2 separate regions of the Rattus norvegicus genome follow, and region 1 is linked to region 2. Evidence: chromatin contacts called from public Hi-C data. All regions are on one chromosome and are shown on one strand. The core of a region is the stretch at or near the end of the contact, and the rest is flanking DNA. Distances in the headings are between cores, read along the strand shown.

Region 1 (4,360 bases), core at 746-3,245, 660 kb before region 2:
TAACTAATGTCTTCAATTTTATAAGTGTGAAATAATCTAGTTCACACAAAATAGGAAACACCTGTCCCTGAACGTAAAGTCTGTGACCGTGGGGCTTAAGTGACTGTCTTCCACACTGACTTTTTCTTTTCTTTTTTCTTTTTTTGTGACAGTGTATCACTGTGTAGCTCTGGCTGGCCTGGGACTCACAGAGACCAGCCTACCTCTGAGCTTCCCAAGTGCTGGAATTAAAAGTGTGAGCCACTATGCCTAGCTTGCTTGCAAGTGAAAAGTTAAACCTGCACATTAAAGTACTATTCTGACTGCATAGTTTGAAAACTGTCATGGAACCAACAGCAAAAACGTTTATGTCTTTTGTAAGTTTAACTGTTGTACACATGTATTTTAGATTTCTCTAAGGCATTAATTTGTTTTGAAATTGAATCACTGTATCATTGAGAAAATGAAATGCAAGAGTATAATTATGCAGTCTTTTAATGAGTCTGTCATATGTACACACACACAAAGACACAGTTTAGTCGTAATTTTAATTTCCTTTTGTGTGTTGTATACACATAATTATATTTTGCCTTTTATTATTAATAAAGTGAAACATAAATAATACTCAGGGGGTCTGTTTTCTTTGTGTGTGTACCTGTGTGTGCCACATGTGTGCAGGTGCCTCCAGAGACCGGAAGTGTTGCATCCCCACAGCCAGAGTCAGATGTGGTTGTGAGTTGCTTGACGTGGGTGCTGGAAACTGACTCAGGTCCTTTGAAGGAGTAGAAATTGTTCTTAATTACTTAGCCAGCTTTCCAGCCCCATGAATAATATCTTTAAATGAAATTTCATTTTTTCAAAATAAAGGGCAAATTATGTAAGTATTGGGTGGGAAGCTGTATTTAAATCATTCGTCTGGGACTCATTAAAAGCATTGTTAATGACATCCGTCAGCTGGAAGGGGAAAAGACTGTGGGGCGGATTCCTCCAGTTAGTGACTATGTGATGCTTCAGATAAAAACGAATTCACACCAATGGACGGGCGTGTGTAAAAAGTGTCTTTCATTTATTCCGATTGGTAGTGAAATCCCACTTCTCTGACTTCCCTGTAATCTCAATTAATACTTGTCCCCGCCCACTGCAGACCTACAGTTTCCTCTGCGGCACCCTGACCAGGTCCAGGAGGGAGAGAAAGAACAACTCTGACAAACAGTGACATGCCCACTCCTGGGAGTCCTGACGGCACAGCACACAGTGCATGAAGGGAGAAATGAAGGAACTTAGAGACTTGTCTTCTTAGCACCAATTGAGAGAGAATTAGATGTTTTTATTTCACTAGCCCAGAGTAATGGCTAACACTTGTCGGGGTAAGAGTGGGCTGTCAATCAAGAAGGAAATCACAAGCATTTCCATACATGGAAGTGGTTTCTGAATTTGTCTTTTTTTTTTTTTCAAATCTGCACGTCAAGAGCCCTTCCTCATTAGCCTCATCGTCCCCTTTACTAGAAATTCTTTCTATTCTTGTTTTATTTGTTCTGGACATTCAAGGAAAATATTTATAAATTTTGTATTGTTCTGATTTTAGACTGGCTTTCCAAAGAGAACAACAGTTGATGAAAGGAGCTGCGGCTACTAACTAGTTCCTCCCTTCTCTTACTTGTAGCGCTGGTGCCTCAGACAACTCGCTGTATCTGACTCTCAAGCTGAGGTGAGAAGCCGCCTCCGCCTGCAGTGCTCTCTGGCTTCTAGAGAAGTCTTTTAGTTAGGGCACAGCGTCTAGCTCTCTTTGACTACATGTCTTCAATTGTGCACGAGAACTTTCTGAACCTACTGGCGGGTTCTGTGCTGTCAAGCAATGCCTCGCACCCCGGCACGTACCGAGTGGCTTGCGTAAGTTCCACATCAGTAAACTGTCATTAGCACCTCCTTCAAATAACTGCTTGCCTGTCACTGGTCCCCTGTCACTGGCCACACTCATGTGATCTATCACGATGCCTTTCTTCTTCTTAAGGCACAAAACTGTCAGACGTGTCACGTGCAGAGGATCGCCTTGGTAGCAATGTTTTCTCAGGGACAGACTAACCAGCCGTCTGGTACCGAGTGAGTTAAATGTGAGCACCCGAGCTAATGACTGTGTAATGCTAACCTACGTTGCTGGTTCATTTTGACTCTTTAAAATATGAACTGTGTGTTTTACCCCTTGCACTCTCTTAATGATTTGTTTTCAGACTGAAACCGCTTCCAGCCGTCAGTTACGCTCCAGGCCTCTACACATGCACTTTTCCAAGCACAAACATTTCTTTTTCCTATTGGTCTGCCAGCCCTGTCAGAGCAAATTTCACTTTAAACTAAATGCTATGATGCTTAAAACCTCTTGGATTACTTGGGCTGCTGGTGTGATCTATGACCTTCCAAGAATGACAGCTGAACTTTCCAATTTGCTTACACTGCTCGGGGAGCTGGGAAGCAATGCCAAAAGGAAAACGCTTGTGATGTTTGAACAGAGAGGAACGTTCTTGTCGGAGGTGGGGCAGGAGACTATTAGGTACGGAGGAATACTAACAAGGAATGAAAAGAAACTAAACATGCTGTAAAGTCAATGCCTTAAACAACCCAAAGTTAGCACATGAGCACTACCGCGCTCTAGCCGGGCACGCCTAACTGTAAACTGGAAATAACCACGTTTAGTTACAGTCATCTAAGCACCAAGCAGAACTCTAGTTAGACTACACTACTGAATGAGTAAGTCCTAGAAATGGAAAAGAATCTTAAATCATCCTGATTAACAGAGAATAACAGGCTATATCAATCTCTCCCCTTTCTTTATAAAATAGAAATTTGATATCTGAAAAATGTCAGAGGCAATACAGCCATGTAACATGGATGTTATATCATGGATGATATAATACTAGTCTCTTAAATGAAAAAAGTGTTATTAACTTTCTGTGATAACTCATTAAAACTCCTTAAAATAATTAATATAGTTTGGGAAAATTTTAATATAGTTTTGAAACTTTTCTCTTTGTACATCAGATAAGACATAGATGGTTATGAATGTTTAAAAAACCCAAATTGTCATAAAAATAAGATTTTTAACATAAAGCTTCCAACTTATCTGAGACTATTCAACAATTTCTTTCCTTTATTTTGCTGAATAATAGATCAATCATGTCAGTGATAAAATTCATATACTGGCTTGTCAGTAAAGACTTTTTGGAAGATAAATTAAACTAAGAAGTAGTTCTCAAAACTTATGAACAGAAATATGTAGATTACAAAATCTACAGCTAAACTCATTAAAAATCCATGTTTAAAGAACTAAGCAAAAACATCTGAAAATTTGATTGTAAGCAAATTTTAAGTTGTAAATATATGAAAAAGCATTCTTGCCTGCTTAGTCTACTTTTAAGATGTATGTAGGGCAGTGCTACTGTACCCTGAAGCTGCGAATTCAGCCACTTCAGCAGTGAGTACAGGAAGCTGCCAGATAAATGCTGCAGAGGACGGACTCTAACCTGCATCAAAGCGCGCTCTGCATTCACTCCAGAGGCTTAGCCCACGAGAACACACTCAACAGTATAGCTCAATCCATTTTCTACACAAGTTGAAGGTTAACTACGGACTGTCTGGTACAAGACTTCTGAAAATAAAACAGGACATGACTGTCGTCTTCACACACAGGGCTAAGGAAGCCCTGACCCTAGGCCAGGCAGACGGAGTGTAGACAAGGATGTGGAAGCTCAGGATTTCTTACGGACACCTGTGCGGTACCTTGAGTTGTTCTTAAAGGATTATGGGGACACTGCAGACCTTTTCCCACTATCAGCGACACACATGCCATTTCCCTCTATTTGAAGGACTGGTAACTCTGCCATTCCTGACCTTGTGGAGTACTGACTATCTCTTGTATTCAGGTGAGTCCAGTCTCAGGTGACTCCCATGTATAACCCATTCTTAGGTATATGTCTGGTACCTTTTATATATGGATTATAACTGTTACACGAGACGATAGCGATGCATCTGGAAATGCTTGGGAAAGGCTCGCTCCTGCACTGCACACGATGAGGTGGGTGAAGAGAGTGCAGGTGGAGACGAGTCTTGCACATGCTTTCTGTTTGCCTTTACACGGCTTCTGCATAAGTCATGGAGGTTTATGCCTATGCAGATGTCTGCTAATTATTGCTCAGTAAAATAATGCCACGGCCAATCAGTCCTTCCTCTTGCCCTAGCAAGAGTGGACTGCTTGTGTAAACTGGGTAATTCAATCAAACGCTCAGACTCTACGTCATGATAATGCAAATGTAGAACGCCTTTAAGAACAGTGAGGGCAGTGTCTTACTTTATATCCCATGGGCCAGCTCATGTTAAGGAGGAAATCAAG
Region 2 (4,530 bases), core at 934-3,433:
AGTTTTGCTCTTCCTGTATTGGAGTGTCTTTCCAAAACAGAAACCTGTACGACTCTGAAAAAGGGTTTACTCTGGCTTCCAGTTTAAAGCTACAGTCCACCATAGTGAGAAAGGCACAGCATAGGGGGACTGAAGAGGTTGGGACGCCTTGTATCCACACTCACAAACAAGAGAGAAGTGAGTCTCTTCTCTTTCTCTCTTTCTCTCTTTCTCTCTTTCTCTCTTTCTCTTTTTCTCTCTTTTTCTCTTTCTCTCTTTCTCTTTCTTTCTCTTCCTCCTCTTCCTCTTTCTCTTTCTCTTCCTATTCCCCTCCCCCTCCCCTCCCCTCCCCCTCCCCTCCCCTCCCCCTCCCCTCCCCTCCCCTCCCCTCCCCTCCTCTCTCTTCTCCTCCCCTCCCCTCCCCTCTCCTCCCCTCCCCTCTCCTCTCCTCTACTCTCTTCTCCTCTCCACTCTTCTCTTTCTCTCCTTCTCTACTCCTCCTACTATTTAAGTCAGAACCCTAGCTCTTGGAATGGCACAGCCCATATTCAGGGAAATCTACTCTCCTCAGTTAAACCTCTCTGAGAAGACCCTGATAGATGTGTTTATCTCCTAGGTAATTCTAAGTTCAGTAAAATAGACAATGAAGATTAAACATACTAATTTTTTTTTGTCTAAAAGACTGGTGTCTGGCAGCACATCAGGTTTGTGAAAAACTACTATGTATTGTTAATAACATAGGTAATTCTATTGATGGTAAAGTGAAGCACCAAATGAGATATTTAATTTTAGTTTAAAAGAAAGTTAGAAAAGACAATTAAGAAATATTATCCTTATAAATTTTGATAATGGGAAGTTATTTTGAAATATTATCTCTTGGCATACATTAGTTCACGCAAATAACTGAAAATCCTTACCAAAAGTAAAATTTGTCTGTCTTCAGAGACTAGCATATAGGTATACTTGACTTTAAGGCCTGAAGGACATTGACTAGGGTCTGAAAATAGGGAAATGGTGATCATGATAGGTACTTACACCTATCTTAGTGAATTTGCTCATATGTTCATTTTGATATTTCTTGAAAGTTAAACACAATTTCTTACTGGTGGATGATAATGCTGGCATAAATTACAAACAGCAATGACTCCCCAATATGATACAATTTGCTTATATTTCATAGCAATGTGAATTATCTTGTCAAATAAGATCTCATGCTGCACTCCAAAATGATGAAGAAGAGGAGGAGGAAGAGGAAGAAGGAGAAGGAGGAGGAGAAGAAGAAGAGGAGGAGGAGGAGGAAGAGGAAGAGGAAGAGGAAGAGGAGGAGGAGGAGGAGGAGGAGGAGGAGGAAGAAGAAGAAGAAGAAGAAGAAGAAGAAGAAGAAGAAGAAGAAGAAGAAGAAGAAGAAGAAGAAGAAGAAGAAGAAGAAAGCTGAGGGGTTGCTCATAAGATTCAAAAAATTAAATGGTATTCTTCATACTATGAAATATGAAAGCCAGAAGATAAAACCACACATTAACCTCTCAAATTATTCTACCAAAATGTGCTGCTCTACTGACAGATACAAGTCTGATTGTTGGTAGGGGCAAAGCCTAAGATAGGAATCACATATTGGCTCATCTCCTGGAAGATGGAGCCTTCAGAAATCCGAGTTACAAAATGGTGACATCTACATTTCATTCTGAATGTAAATCCATCACCTGTATGAAGACAGATTTCTAATCTCCTCTTTACACTAGATTTTCCTTGTCTCAAAGCCAGGGAGACATCACAGCAGCATGAGCGAGTCACAAGCTTTGGGAATTCCTACCAGTGCTGCCCTGTGGATACACTGTGGACTTTTCAATTCTCCGATTTCTTTAAACTTTTAAGTCTTTTCATTGAAAAACAGAATAAGAGGAAAAAAGAAAAGAGAAGAGGAGAAGTCAGCTATCTTGCTTGTTGGCAGTCCTATCACACAGAACCAAGAAGAAGACTATTAATGGTGATGCATTTCCCTAATGACACTGGAGCATCTGACCTATAGTTCTTACAGTGGCTTCACGTTGTGCTGCCCAGCTTGAACTCTTAAAAACCTCCAGATTGCTAAACCAAGCATCCTCCAATTTTGCCAAGGAAAATAAATCTATTTTCCTATTTCCTGTGCTCTGTCAGGGTTAAAAGCCATAAAAGGAAGCCAAAATTCCTCCACAATAGGCTCACAGACCTAAGGAGACCATTATTTTCAATGTAGAAATAATCTTCCTTGAACCGATGTTCTTGCTGGCCACATTGAGCATTGAGAAATCAGGGAAACCTTTTTTGAGGAAACAACATTGAATTGATTGAGGAATTTGACCTGAGATAACAGGAAGTGGTCTTCAATTACTGTCTATAGCTCAGGATGGCATTGGTAGACCACTCTGATGAAGGTAGGTGGGGGTTGTGTGTAAATCTTGGGGACAGTGACTACTTGAGATGCTTAGCTAAAGCAAAGCAAGGTTTACCCGCCATTCCTCACAGGAAGACAAAGCTAGCCTGATGCCAATGGACTTCTCTGAATTTCCTCTCTTTCCAAGGCAGGGGAGCTCAAGTTAGGAGAGGCTAGTTCAACACTTTTCAGAAGCCTTCAGTGCAAACATATTTCATCCATTAGGGTAATGTTTTCCTCAGGCTTGGCCAGGAATAAATCCCAACCTTCTCCCCTTAAGATCCCAAGGACACAGCTGATTTGTTTTCAGTTGGGGCAATGAAATGTTTAAATGAGAAACACATGTCCGTTTGGTCTGGAGAGGACACGTTAGGCAGCTTCCTTCTTGTTTATGAGGGCCTCCATGCAGCCATAACCTGACAGCCGCAGACACTCTAAACCTGCGACTTGCAATTAACTCCTAGTAATAATTCCTTCTAGGGTCCGGGTACATTTTAATTCGATGTAAAGTGATCATTATCTAGTATAAGCTTTCAAGTGCTCTTCAGTTTAAAAGAGGGGGGTGCTCTTGAAAACCTTATTTAATCGTTGCCTTCCTCTTTCTTGGAACACAAATAATTTGACCAAAGTGCTCCACCCAAATGCCCATGAGCCCATAATGCTGTCTGTTTTAGATAATGTATCCCTGTGGGTTTTTCTTTTCAACATTAAAAAAAAATCTGATTTTTTTTCTAATCCTGAATCCCAAGCAAAATCTCCTGAGAAAACTAAACTTAATAAAGAGAGGTTGCCAAGTTAGAGGATTCTCAGGAAATGATCACATAGGAGAGTTTGAGACTGGCACTTTAGCTACCTGGGCAGGGGGATGAGAAGATGTACAGCGAGAAAGGACCTTGATGTCAGCCCTGCCTGGAACTGCTAACATGGTCCCGATGTGTGTCCATGGCCCCGTGTGCAGCTCATACTGAGTCATTCTTGTAAATAAATTAAATCCTGGTAGGCTTAATCAGAGTCTTTGTCATGTTCTTTGGGTAGTGTTTCAAGAAATAATAAGAGTTTGGAAACAGAAATGATCTTTAAATTGTTCTCACCAGCATGTGATTCAGTTGCTATTCATGTTAGCTGATATGACCATCAGCGTCTTTCAGTATCCTAAATAATGTTCTCTGGTGTTTTCTAGTGTCTGTACATTAGTTAAAGACTATAGTTTTTTTTTTAATGATACCAAGCCATATTTACTATTTACATTATTATTAATGAATTTATTAAACAAATATTTTATCGTACTTACACCATTAGACGTCTATAATAATGAGCCAAGAGTATACAGAAGGTCAGAAGTACATTAAGAATAACCTAAGACATAAAATTCCTAAGAGTTCCCAGAAGTTCTGATGTCTTGTTCTCTAAATCCCTAAGACTAACATTAAGCAAAGAAGGATGAAAATATTTTGAACTTAGAAATCAGGAGTTAGGGCTGGAGAGATGGGTCAGAGGTTAAGGGCACTGTCTGCTTATCCAGAGATCATGAGTTCAATTCCCAGCAACCACATGGTGGCTCACAACCATCTGTAATGGGATCTGGTGCCCTCTTCTGGCCTGCAGGTGTATATGCAGGTGAAACGCTGTATACATAATAAATAAATCTTAAAAGAAAGAACGAACGAACGAACTCAGGAGTTAGAGTAGGCCACTCAGGCTCCTGTGACTCTTACAAAGTGGAAAATACTAACATGTAACAAAATTGCCGATAAAAATCAAATTAAGGTTAATCTTTATATCATTTAACACCATTCAATACACTCTTTATAAATACCCCATACCAATGCAAAGAATAACCATACATAATATTTACCAAATTTTGTGTGCCCGTGTGTAATTTTGAGAAGAATAGTAATTGGGGTTAACTGATAAATACTGTTTATCAGACAAGCAAGGTTAATACCTCCAATAATAAATAGCAAATGGAAAATGTTGAAGTCCATCAAGGTTGCCTGGCAACAGCTCCATGTGTAATTATGAGCACTCTGCCGAGGCTGACGAGTCTCTCCAGTCTGCAGAACAGGACCAGGAGTGCATGCTGTGAAGAGAGGGCAAAGTTTTAGACCTAAGAATCTTTCCAGATCTGATTTAAACTGGGC

What was found. A called contact is a pair of places that touch in the nucleus more often than the background predicts.
Region 1: a Hi-C map of the Rat2 cell line shows a contact between it and region 2, with 9 times the contacts expected there. The contact joins two enhancer-like sites. A contact is called at or near these places in 3 of 12 Hi-C or Micro-C datasets (the A7r5 cell line, the Rat2 cell line and Schwann cells).

The regions. Positions count from the first base shown.
Region 1 is chr13:78,786,631-78,790,990 of GRCr8, reverse strand. All of the region lies in intron 19 of Kifap3 (kinesin-associated protein 3), which reads right to left. Among named protein-coding and RNA genes, the nearest start is that of Scyl3, 23 kb to the left of the region's middle. Within about 2 kb of position 1,995, at least 6 of the 93 cell types and tissues checked have an H3K27ac peak or open chromatin away from gene starts, as enhancers often do.
Region 2 is chr13:78,126,299-78,130,828 of GRCr8, reverse strand. It overlaps the pseudogene LOC103692020. Among named protein-coding and RNA genes, the nearest start is that of Prrx1, 76 kb to the left of the region's middle. Within about 2 kb of position 2,183, at least 6 of the 93 cell types and tissues checked have an H3K27ac peak or open chromatin away from gene starts, as enhancers often do.